Regions from separate parts of the Sus scrofa genome. Here region 2 is linked to region 1. Evidence: chromatin contacts called from public HiChIP or PLAC-seq data. All regions are on one chromosome and are shown on one strand. Each heading gives the region's core, a stretch centred on a gene start, on an enhancer-like site or on the middle of the called end of the contact. The rest is flanking DNA. Distances are from core to core; before and after follow the strand shown. Region 1 holds the start of FARSA (phenylalanine--tRNA ligase alpha subunit). Region 2 holds the start of FBXW9 (F-box/WD repeat-containing protein 9).

What was found. HiChIP or PLAC-seq counts read pairs in DNA pulled down with a chosen protein or histone mark.
Region 2: a contact with region 1 is called in an H3K27ac HiChIP or PLAC-seq map of alveolar macrophages. The contact joins the promoter of FBXW9 here to the promoter of FARSA in region 1. A contact is called at or near these places in 1 of 5 promoter capture datasets (fetal liver), 3 of 47 Hi-C or Micro-C datasets (heart right ventricle, liver and skeletal muscle) and 1 of 2 datasets of contacts at active chromatin or transcription factors (alveolar macrophages).

What each region holds. Positions count from the first base shown.
Region 1 is chr2:66,102,923-66,108,023 of Sscrofa11.1, forward strand. It overlaps FARSA (phenylalanine--tRNA ligase alpha subunit), which reads left to right and starts at 2,471. Exons shown (of 13, transcript XM_003123337.4): 1 at 2,471-2,667. The coding sequence starts at 2,521.
Region 2 is chr2:66,288,828-66,293,928 of Sscrofa11.1, forward strand. It overlaps FBXW9 (F-box/WD repeat-containing protein 9), which reads left to right and starts at 2,020. Exons shown (of 9, transcript XM_013990609.2): 1 at 2,020-2,830; 2 at 4,172-4,311; 3 at 4,397-4,525. The coding sequence starts at 2,422.

The DNA of each region.
Region 1 (5,101 bases), core at 1,221-3,720:
GTGACTACAGGCTGTGGCTCCGTAGGGTTGTTCCCTTTATTGGAGCCTCTCCAATATATACCCTCCACCCTTTCCTCAGCCGGTAGACTGAAAGGGGTCACTGTCTTGTGGTCTCCCACAAACGGCTCGCTTTTGCAATTAAACGGCTAAAGAGGAGGGGGCAGGGGGTTCAGTTGGGGAGGGAGTAAAAGGGACAGATGGTGGGGAAGATAAGGTCCAAGAGAGGTGGGCAGGACCCCTAAATCTGGAGCCTTCTTCTGAAGCCAGAGGCGCATGACAGTGACTGACACCAGCTCCCTGCCCCTAGGCTACAGGAAGGAGGAAGGAGAGCTGGGGGTTTCCCAAACTATGAGCAAATAGGCTCTGGACCTGGGAAGTGGGAGGGAACTTTGGAAGGAGGGTAGGTAGGGGTGCTTCCCCTCTAGTGGTGGGAACTCAGAAAAGGGAGGAATGAGGGATCTTGGAGAAGTTGTGGTTCTGCCCCTTCCCCAAGGCAGTATCCAGTAGGGGTGCCCAACCTGCACCCCTCCTGCCCCATCCCCCCCAGGACCCCAAAGGAACTTCCAGTGACTTGCTTTCCCTCCCTTTCACATGTGTCATGGACATGTGGTCTTGGTGCTTCCTGCCAGAAGGTAGACACTGTACCTGTTAACCTCACAATCCCCCTGCAGGTGTTCTGCAGCACCTGTCACAGAACAAACTTAAAACCTACTTTATGTGTGACAGAAGGAAGGAAAGAAGGGTTCTTGCTAGAATTAAACAAAAATGGGTAAAGCATTTTGAAGTTAGAAGGAGATTTTGAGAGAGTTCCCATTGTAGCCCAGTGGGTTAAGAACCCGATGCACTGTCTGTGAAGATGCAGGTTCATTCCCTGGCCTTGCTCAGTTGGTTAAGGATCTGGCATTGCCTCAAGCGGCAGTGAAGTTCACAGATGCAGCTGGGATCTGGGGTGGCTGTGGCTATGGTGTAGGCTGGCAGCTGCAACTCCTATTCCATCCCTAGCTGGAAATTTATACATGCCAGCTGTGGCAAAAAAAAAGAGAGAGAGAGAGAGACCTTGATGGGTACATTCTGAGTTTTTGTTAAGACTTTACTGAAAGTCCAGACAGGGGGATATCAGTAACCCCATTTTCCAGGCTCAAATAACAATTATGATGGCTAAATAAGTAAATGCATACTGCTTAAAATAGCACCTAACACACAATCCACACTCAAAAAAAATTTTTTTTTCTTTTTAGGGCCACATCTTCCGCGTTTGGAAGTTCCTAGGCTAGGGGCTGAATCGGAGCTGCAGCTGCCAGCCTACACCACAGCAAGACCAGATCTAAGCTTCATTTGTAAGCTACGCTACATCCTTAACCCACTGAGTGAGGCCAGGGATTGAACCCGCATCTTCATGGATATTAGTTGGCTTGTAACCTGCTGAGCCACAACGGGAACTCTCTGGTATTTTTATATTAAGTGTTGAAATAATAATTCGGACACTTTAGGTTCTGTAAAGTCTTCAAATTAATTTCACCCCTTTTGTTTTTAACATTGCTACAAGGAAGTGTAAGATTACATTTGCATCTCAAATTATATCTCTATAGGTGAGCACTGATCTATGCTACAAATTATTTCCCTGACATAGGTCTTCTCAAAGCATTGGGGCAAAGAGGGGGTGGAGAGGGCAGGCTCTGAGGTGTTTATAATTTCTCACACCATCTCCACCTTGCAGAACCTTAGACAAGGCATATCTCTGTCCAAGCCTCGGTTTTCACATCTGTGAAGTGGAGATTATATTGGTATATATCATACAGTTTTTGGGAAAATGAAATAGCAAACCCGAAGCACTTAGCACTGGCCTGGATGTATGGGATACTGTCCACACAGATTAGCTGCTACCTTGACTCTTAACTGAGTCCTTCTCCCTCTATAAATAGGGTTGGTCCCTATCCAGCCTCCCTTTGAACATTTCAAAGTAGTTGACATCAGCAGGATGATTGTGTCTGGAGCCAGCCCACCACCCACAGCCCTCTTGTGGGTTATAAAAGAATCCCCCAAGGGCACAGTGCTCTGAGGCCCAGAGAGGGGAAAGGTCAAAGTCACGGAGCTTGCTGAAGATGGGGCTGGAAGAAGCTTAAAACAACACTGTGAGGAGCTCCCTGGTGGCCTAGCAGTTAAGGATCCAACATTGTCACTACTGTGGCTCTGGTCACTTGTTGTGGTGCAAGTTCCAGCCCTGGTCCAGGAACTTCTGCTTGCCACAATCGTGGCCAACGCTGACCCCGCCCCCAATGCTGTGAGTCTGTGGTTGACAGCATCGATTTGACCCTTCTGGTCAACCAGACGCCACTAGTCCAGCTAGGTCTGGGCTCCTAACTCGCTCTGGAGTTCAAGTGACACACCCAAGATGGCGGTGTACCGACCCGACGACATGATCCGCCACACACAAGATGGCGACGAACGCTCTGGACGCCGGTTCCGCTTCCGGTTGCCCTGGCCGCCGGCAGGGACACGCCGTGCGCACTGGGAGCAGCCATGGCCGACGGTCCGGTGCCGGAGGTGTTGCTGCGGCGGCTGGAGGCGGCTGATGGCGGCCTGGACAGCGCAGAGGTGGCAGCCCAGCTGGGTTTAGAACACCAGGCTGTGGTGGGTGCCGTGAAGAGCCTGCAGACACTGGGCGAGGTGAGCCGGGCCCTTCAAGCCGGGCCTCCTGGCTTTTGCATCTGCAGTTCCCTTGCCAGGTGTCTCTGCCTCCAGAACAAACTCTGTCAGGCCTGGTTAGGGGTAGTTGTATATGTGTCCAGCCCAGGGTGCGCAGGCGGGGAGTCAGGAATAAATGAGGGCCCGGACGTTCCTACTGCAGTAAATGTCCATTGAGGCTGAGAGGGTGGGTAGTGTGATGGTGGACGAAAAAGACGCAGTTGGTGCCGTCATGGAGATTGCGGTCTAATAGATAAACTCAAGTGACCAGAGTGATGAAGGAGAAATACAGAGAATTCAGAGGTGACAGCTGAGCTGGCCTTGAGGAGCAGGGAGAGCATCCCAAAAGCGGTGATAGCTAAGTCGGGTTTCCGCATTTAGGAGAAAAACCATGGCACTTTAGGAATTGATGGGATGTGGAGGTAGGTGATGAAAAACACCAGCAGAGCCAGAATTTGCAAGGCCTTCTAGGTCTTTATCTCACAGGGGCCATGGCAGGAGCTGGAGCCACTCAGATGTTTGTACTGCCTACATCACTTTGGGGAAGGATTGGCAGGGGTGGGACTGGAGGTGAAGGGACAAAGGCAGAGGCTGCTGCATCCTCAAAGTAGAGAATATGGTCCTCGGTTGAAGGGAGGCAACTGGAATGGAGAAGGGATTCAAGAGAAAGAATGAAATGAGATTCACGACAAGGTAAGGGGAGCACAGCTAAACCCCAGCCTTCCGACTTGGACAAATGAAGGGCGATGGAGCCAGAAAGGAAGGATGCTAAGAGACCTGTCAGCCACCCAGGAGACTGGATCCAAGTGGCTGGGACTGAGAAAACAGATCTGGGCTTTTTATTCATCAGGCTCATAATCAGTGCCACACTCTGGTCTCAGCTTTATTTATGATCCAGTCTTTGATGTAATATTAGGATGATGGCACTATTATCCCCATTTTGCAGATGTGTCAACTTCTAAGCTGTGGTCAGAAACTTGATCAATGTCACTAGAAGGAATAAGCAAATCTGGGTTTGCAATCAGGCACTCAGGCTATAAAGTCTGAGGTTCTCAGTGCAAACAGGAATTGAAGCTATGGTATGTGGGATGACAGCACCTTGATTGAGGTGAAGTTGACATCTGTTGTTTACAGATGTCTAAGTAGTCACAATTTTTTTTTTTTTTTTTTTTTGTCTTTTTGCCATTTCTTGGGCTGCTCCTGTGGCATATGGAGGTTCCCAGGCTAGGGGTCCAATCAGAGCTGCAGCCGCCGGCCTACACCAGAGCCACAGCAATGCGGGATCCGAGCCGCGTCTGTGACTTACACCACAGCTCATAGCAACGCCGGATCGTTAACCCACTGAGCAAGGCCAGGGATCAAACCCGCAACCCCATGGTTCCTAGTCGGTTCGTTAACCAAGTAGTCACAATTTAATGTAGTTCAATCTAAGGATGATGACAGTAATACGAACAATAGTAGTAGTTATTGGAACGCACACAGCATTTGCTGCATGCTAAGTTCTGTACATCCTTTCTGTGTGTTAATTTAGTTGCTCTTAAAAACAACTCTGAGGTAGAGTCCACTACACTCTTCTCTCATGGATAGTAAAAGTTGCTCAGAGAGGTTAAGCAACTTTCCTAATGTCACAGAGGTAGGAATTAAAATGAAAGGGGAGCTAGGCCCTTTGGGCCCCACCCAGCCTTGCTCCCTTTTAGGGTGACCTAAATCCATCCTCTTCATAGAGCCTAAGGGGTATATCCTGCATATAATGTGGACCCCTGGGGTCCTTCTCTGACACTCTGGGTACCGAGATGTGGAGAGAAATCGTTTCACCTGAGACCTTAAAACTCTTTTCCAAGAGTTCCCTCATGGCTCAGCGAGTTAAGGATCCAGAGTCATCACTGCTGTGGCATGAGTTTGATCCTTGACCTGGGAACTTCCACATGCCACGGGGCGCAGCACTCTTCCTCCTCCCCCCCCCCGCCCGGCAAAAGGAGTTCCCGTCATGGCTCAGTGGTTAACGAATCCAACTAGGAACCATGAGGTTTCGGGTTCGATCCCTGGCCTAGCTCAGTGGGTTGGGGATCCGGTGTTGCCGTGGGCTGTGGTGTAGGTTGCAGATGTGGCTTGGACCCCACATTGCTATGGCTCTGGTGTGGGCCAGTAGCTACAGCTCCGATTGGACCCCTGGCCTGGGAACCTCCCTATGTGGCAGAAGCAGCCCTAGAAATGGCAAAAAGACCAAACAAAACAAAACTTCTAGGTTCAAAAGGGATGATTTGTTCTTTGCAAGGCAGGTAACATCTTTAGTACCTTACCTCATCCTGGGAGATGTGAATTTTTTTTTCTTTGGGGCCATACTTGTGGCATATGGAAGCTCTCAAGCTAGGGGTCAAATTAGAGCTATGGCCACAGCCACAGCAACACCAGATCT
Region 2 (5,101 bases), core at 770-3,269, 190 kb after region 1:
TCCTGTTGTGGCTCGGTGGTAGCAAACCTAGCTGGTATCTATGAGTATAAGGGTTCAATCCTTGGCCTCGCTCAGTGGGTTAATTATCTGGTGTTGCCGTGAGCTTTGTGTAGTTCCCAGATGTGGCTTGGATGTTGTGCTGCTATGGCTGTGACGTAGGCCAGCAGCTGTAGCTCCAGTTCAGCCCCTAGCCTGGGAACTTCCGTATGCTACAGGTGCCCTAAAAAGTTAAAAAAAAAAAAAAAAAGAAGAAGAAGAAGAAGAAAGGTGGAGGGGGGCCTGGGAAGCTTTAGAAATGGGGATGCACAGGAATCAGGTCAGGAAGGAATTAGGGGAGTGGGGAAGTAAATAAAATTAAATGTGTTAACATACAGGTGCAGTACAGTCTGTGGGAAATAATTACAGCTCACTAGATCCTGAGCTCACTAAAGGGAAGCTGTTAGTATCACAGCCCAAGTTCAAGATCCGCATCTGCTAAAGATTAAACTGGTAAGGGGGCAAAGCCTTGTAGCACTCATCTTTGGCTGACTTCACAACTCTGGTTTGCTGGGCAGGTTAGACATTTTTGGAGACAAGTTTTTTGTTTTGTTTTGTTTTGCTTTGCTTTTTAGGGCCACACTTGTGGCATATGGAGGTTCCCAGGCTAGGGGTCCAATAGGAGCTACAGCTGCTGGCATATACCACAGCCACAGCAATGGTTAGACTTTTTGTAGAGGGCTCAACCCAGCACCAAGTCTGTGGGACATATGTAAATAGGGACAATGAAAGGCAAATGAAAAATTGCTCCTCTGGGAACACATGCCTCAACAAAATCTTGTTGCAACCTCAGGACAGCCCAAGGAGCACCTGCATCAGCTGGGGAAAATTTATTGCTGACACACAACCAGCATTTGTTCAACTGAGTGTGTGCATTTTTATTTATTTGTCTTTTGTTTTCTTAGGGCTGCACCCACGGCATATGAAAGTCTCAGGCTTAGGAGTTTAATCAGAGCTGCAGCCACCGGCCTGTGCCACAGCCACAGCAACTCGGGATCTGAGCCACGTCTGTGACCTGCACCACAGCTCATGGCAACGCCAGATCCTTAACTCACTGAGCAAAGCCAGGGATTGAACCCACGTCCTCATGGATGCTAGTTGGGTTTGCCAACCGCTGAGCTACGATGGGAACTCCCATTGTGTGCATTTTTAGTGAGAAGAACTAAAGCAAAACTGAAAGTGATGTGTTCTGTAAAGAAAAAAATGCAGTGAGGAGGGGAGAAAGAATGTTATGGAAAATGGTCGCAGTGTTTAACAGTAGGATACTTTAGAAAGGTGACTTGAGGAGTTCCCTTTGTAGCTCAGCAGAAACGAATCTGACTAGTATCCATGAGGACACAGGTTCCATCCCTGACCTTGCTCAGTGGGTTAAGGATCCAGCGTTTCCTTGAGCTGTGGTGTAGGCTGCAGACACGCAGCTCCCATCTCACATGGCTGTGGCATAGGCCAGTGGCTATAGCTCTGATTCGACCCCTAGCCTGGGAACCTCCACATGCTGCGGGTGTGGCTCTAAAAAGACGGGGTGGGAGGAGTGATTTGAGCAAGGATCTTCATGGATATGAGAAGTCAGGCGCGGCAACAGCTAGTGCTGCTTGAGAATAACACTGGAGCAAAAGGGGCTGCCGGGAAATGAGGTGCTTTTTAAAATAGGATGATAATTCAGCGTTAACTTTCATAGAGTTACATGCAGTCTAACTGCATGTTTCTGGTTCCAGAAGGAAAGACAGGAGTTTGAGTTGGTAGCATGCCCAGAAACTGCGAACCAGGAAAAGGGATATACATTTCTAAGGTCAGTGTCACTTTTTTTTTTTTTTTTTTGTCTTTTTTTTTGCTATTTCTTGGGCCGCTCCCGCGGCATATGGAGGGTTGAATCGGAGCTGTAGCCACCGGCCTACGCCAGAACCACAGCAACGTGGGATCCGAGCCGTGTCTGCAGCCTACACCACAGCTCACGGCAACGCCGGATCGTTAACCCACTGAGCAAGGGCAGGGACCGAACCCGCAACCTCATGGTTTCTAGTCGGATTCGTTAACCACTGCGCCACGACGGGAACTCCCAGTGTCACTTTTGAGAAGTGCCTTCGAAAGGGCTGTTTTTCAAGCCAGTGTCCGCTGGCCCTCTTCGGTAGCACTATCAGAAATACTTGCTTAAAAACCGGAGGAAACAGGACTGCATTTCCCAGTCCAAGCCAGGCGCAGCTGGAGAAGAAGACACCCTCAGCAAGCTGACTTCTACTACGCATCCAGTCTCCCCGCGAGCCGATCGCTTCCGGTTGGCGCCGTATCGTCATTAGGTAGCGCCGGAAGTGCCCTCGCGCTGCCTAGGAGACAGGACGCTTGCCCAGCCGCTGACAGGGCCCGGCGGGCCGCGCCCACCCGGTCGCCATGGAGCTGCCTCCAGGGCCGCGCGACGATCCTTGCGCCTGGGACGATGACTCTGACCTGGAGCTGGAGCCTGACCCAGACGCGCAGGCCGAAGCTTACGTGGCCCGCGTGCTCAGTCCTCCGAAACTCGGGCTGGCGCCCCCGCGCACCCCTCCGCTGCCGGCTCCCGCCGTGTCTCTTGGCGCTCTGGAGCCGCGGGCCGCGTCCAAGGGCCCGGCTGTGGCGGTTCCGGGCCTGTTGAGCCTCCCCCCGGAGCTGCTGCTCGAGATCTGCGCCTACCTCGACGCGCGCCTTGTGCTCCACGTCCTGCCGCTCGTGTGCCACACGCTGCGCGACCTCGTGCGTGACCATGTCACCTGGAGGCTACGCGCGCAGCGCCGCGTACGCGCGCCCTACCCAGTGGTGGAAGGTGCGAGCGACCGGGGGCCAGGGTCGCCCTCCCAGGTCAGGCTTGGGGCAGGGGAGAGAGTCCAGGGGTTCCGTGAGACTACTGGTGGTACCAAAGCCCCCGACCTCGGGGTGGACCATGAGGCAGATACTTAGAGTCCTGAGACTGTGGAAACCTACCTGAGGAGCTGGGGTCCCTGAACTCAGGATCCAACGATTGATCCTTAGGCTTGGGTGTCTCAGTCTGTCAGAATCTTCTAGGGGCTTAGAGCAATCCCAGGAATTCCCAGGTTCTGGGTCTAGATGCTAAGATAGCAACTGGTGATACCAAAGCTTCTTACCCCTATAGTCTTGATGTAGGTAGGGGTGAGGCAGGGAGTCAGATCCAGAGCCTTAAACCTTGAACATAAGCTAGGGTTTAGAGGTTGGTATCCCTGATGCCAGTGATCATAGGCCCTTGAGCCCAGGGTCTAACCTGTGATCTTAGGCAGGGGTTGGTGGTCATTCCTCCTGCCCTCAAGGTCTTTGGTCCCTAGAGGATATGACAACTTGGTAACTTTGTTTTTTTGTTTTGTTTTGTTTTTGTTTTGTTTTGTTTTTTGCTATTTCTTCCGGCCGCTCCTGCGGCATATGGAGGTTCCTAAGCTAGGGGTCGAATTGGATCTGTAGCCACCGCCCTACGCCACCACAGCAACGCGGGATCCGAGCCGTGTCTGCAACCTACACCACAGCTCACGGCAATGCCGGATCGTTAACCCACTGAGCAAGGGCAGGGACCAAACCCGCAACCTCATGGTTCCTAGTCGGATTCGTTAACCACTGCGCCACGACAGGAACTCCACAACTTGGTAACTTTGAATCGATGGGACTTTACTAAACAGCTTGGTAAACATAGATGCTTGAGTCATGGACTTGGGTTCTTCATCAAGACCAGACTCCCAGGTTTGTGATACTACTAGTTTGGGAAACACTTTCCTGGGTGTAGTTCACATGACCGAGGCAGGAAGGGTTAGTTATGAAGTCCAAGTTCTTGTGGGTTGGAAAGCCAAGGTTGGACTTCAGCCTGAGGCTGCTATCCCCCAGACTTGAGTTGGGGAATGAGGCCTGGGAGGGTGACCCTGGAATTCCAGTTACCCAATGTCTGGAAACTGGGTAAGGAGTAGTCCTAGACCTGCTCACAGGTGGGAAGGCTGGTGGTCCCAAAGCTAGAGCCCGGGCCTCCTTGGGTGGGGTAAGGGATCCAGGTGGGATTCTCTTCAAGTCTGGTCAGATCATGCTCTCTGGAAGCCAGGGGTGAGCTTGGACAGCTGATGTGGGTGGCAGGGTTCCTGCCCACTGGGGACCCTGCTATTGCGTCCCACAGGGGAGGACTTTGATTGGCCGGCGGCCTGCATTGAGCTGGAGCAGCACCTGTCCCGTTGGGCAGAGGATGGTCGCTGGGCTGAGTACTTCTGCCTGGCTGATGGGCACTTTGCTTCCATTGACTCAGTGCTGCTGATCCAGGTGAGGTGGCGGGGGGGAGTTGGTGGAGGGCCAGGCAATGATGGGTCAGAGTGACCCCAACGTCACCACCTCACTTCCCTCCCAGGGTGGGACACTTTGCCTTTCGGGCTCCCGAGATCGCAATGTCAACCTGTGGGACCTGCGGCAGCTGGGAGTGGAGCCCAGCCGGGTTCTGGTTAAGGCCCTGGGCTCCCAGAAGAACAGCACGCACAAGGTGAGGGAGGAGGAGGCAGAAGTAGGAGGTATGAGGCCTGGGTAGGGCACTATGGCTCACTGCTGGAGTTCCTTTTGTGGCTCAGTGAGTTAAGAGTCTGACTAGTATCCATGAGGATGCCGGTTCTATCCTTGGCCTTGCTCAGTTGGTTAATGGTCTGGTGTTGCCATGAGCTGTGGTGGAGGTCGCAGACTCCGCTTGGATTCCGCATTGCTGTGGCTCTGATGTAGGCCAGTGGCTACTGCTCCGATTTGACCCCTAGCCTTGGAACCTCCATATGCTGTGGGAGTGGCCCCAAAAATGGCAAAAAAGACAAAAAAAAAAGAACCCAATTAGTATCCATGAGGATGTGGGTTCAATCCCTGGCCTTGTTCAGTGGGTTAAGGATCTGGTGTTGCCGTGAGCTGTGATGTAGGTTGCAAAGGTGCAACATTGCTGTGGTTGTGGTGTAGGGTGGCCACAGCTCCAATTTGACCCTTAGCCTGGGAACTTCCATATGCCACAGGTGTGGGCCTAAAAAAACCATAACATAGCATAGCATAGCATGGCATGGCATAGCATAGCATAGCATAACAT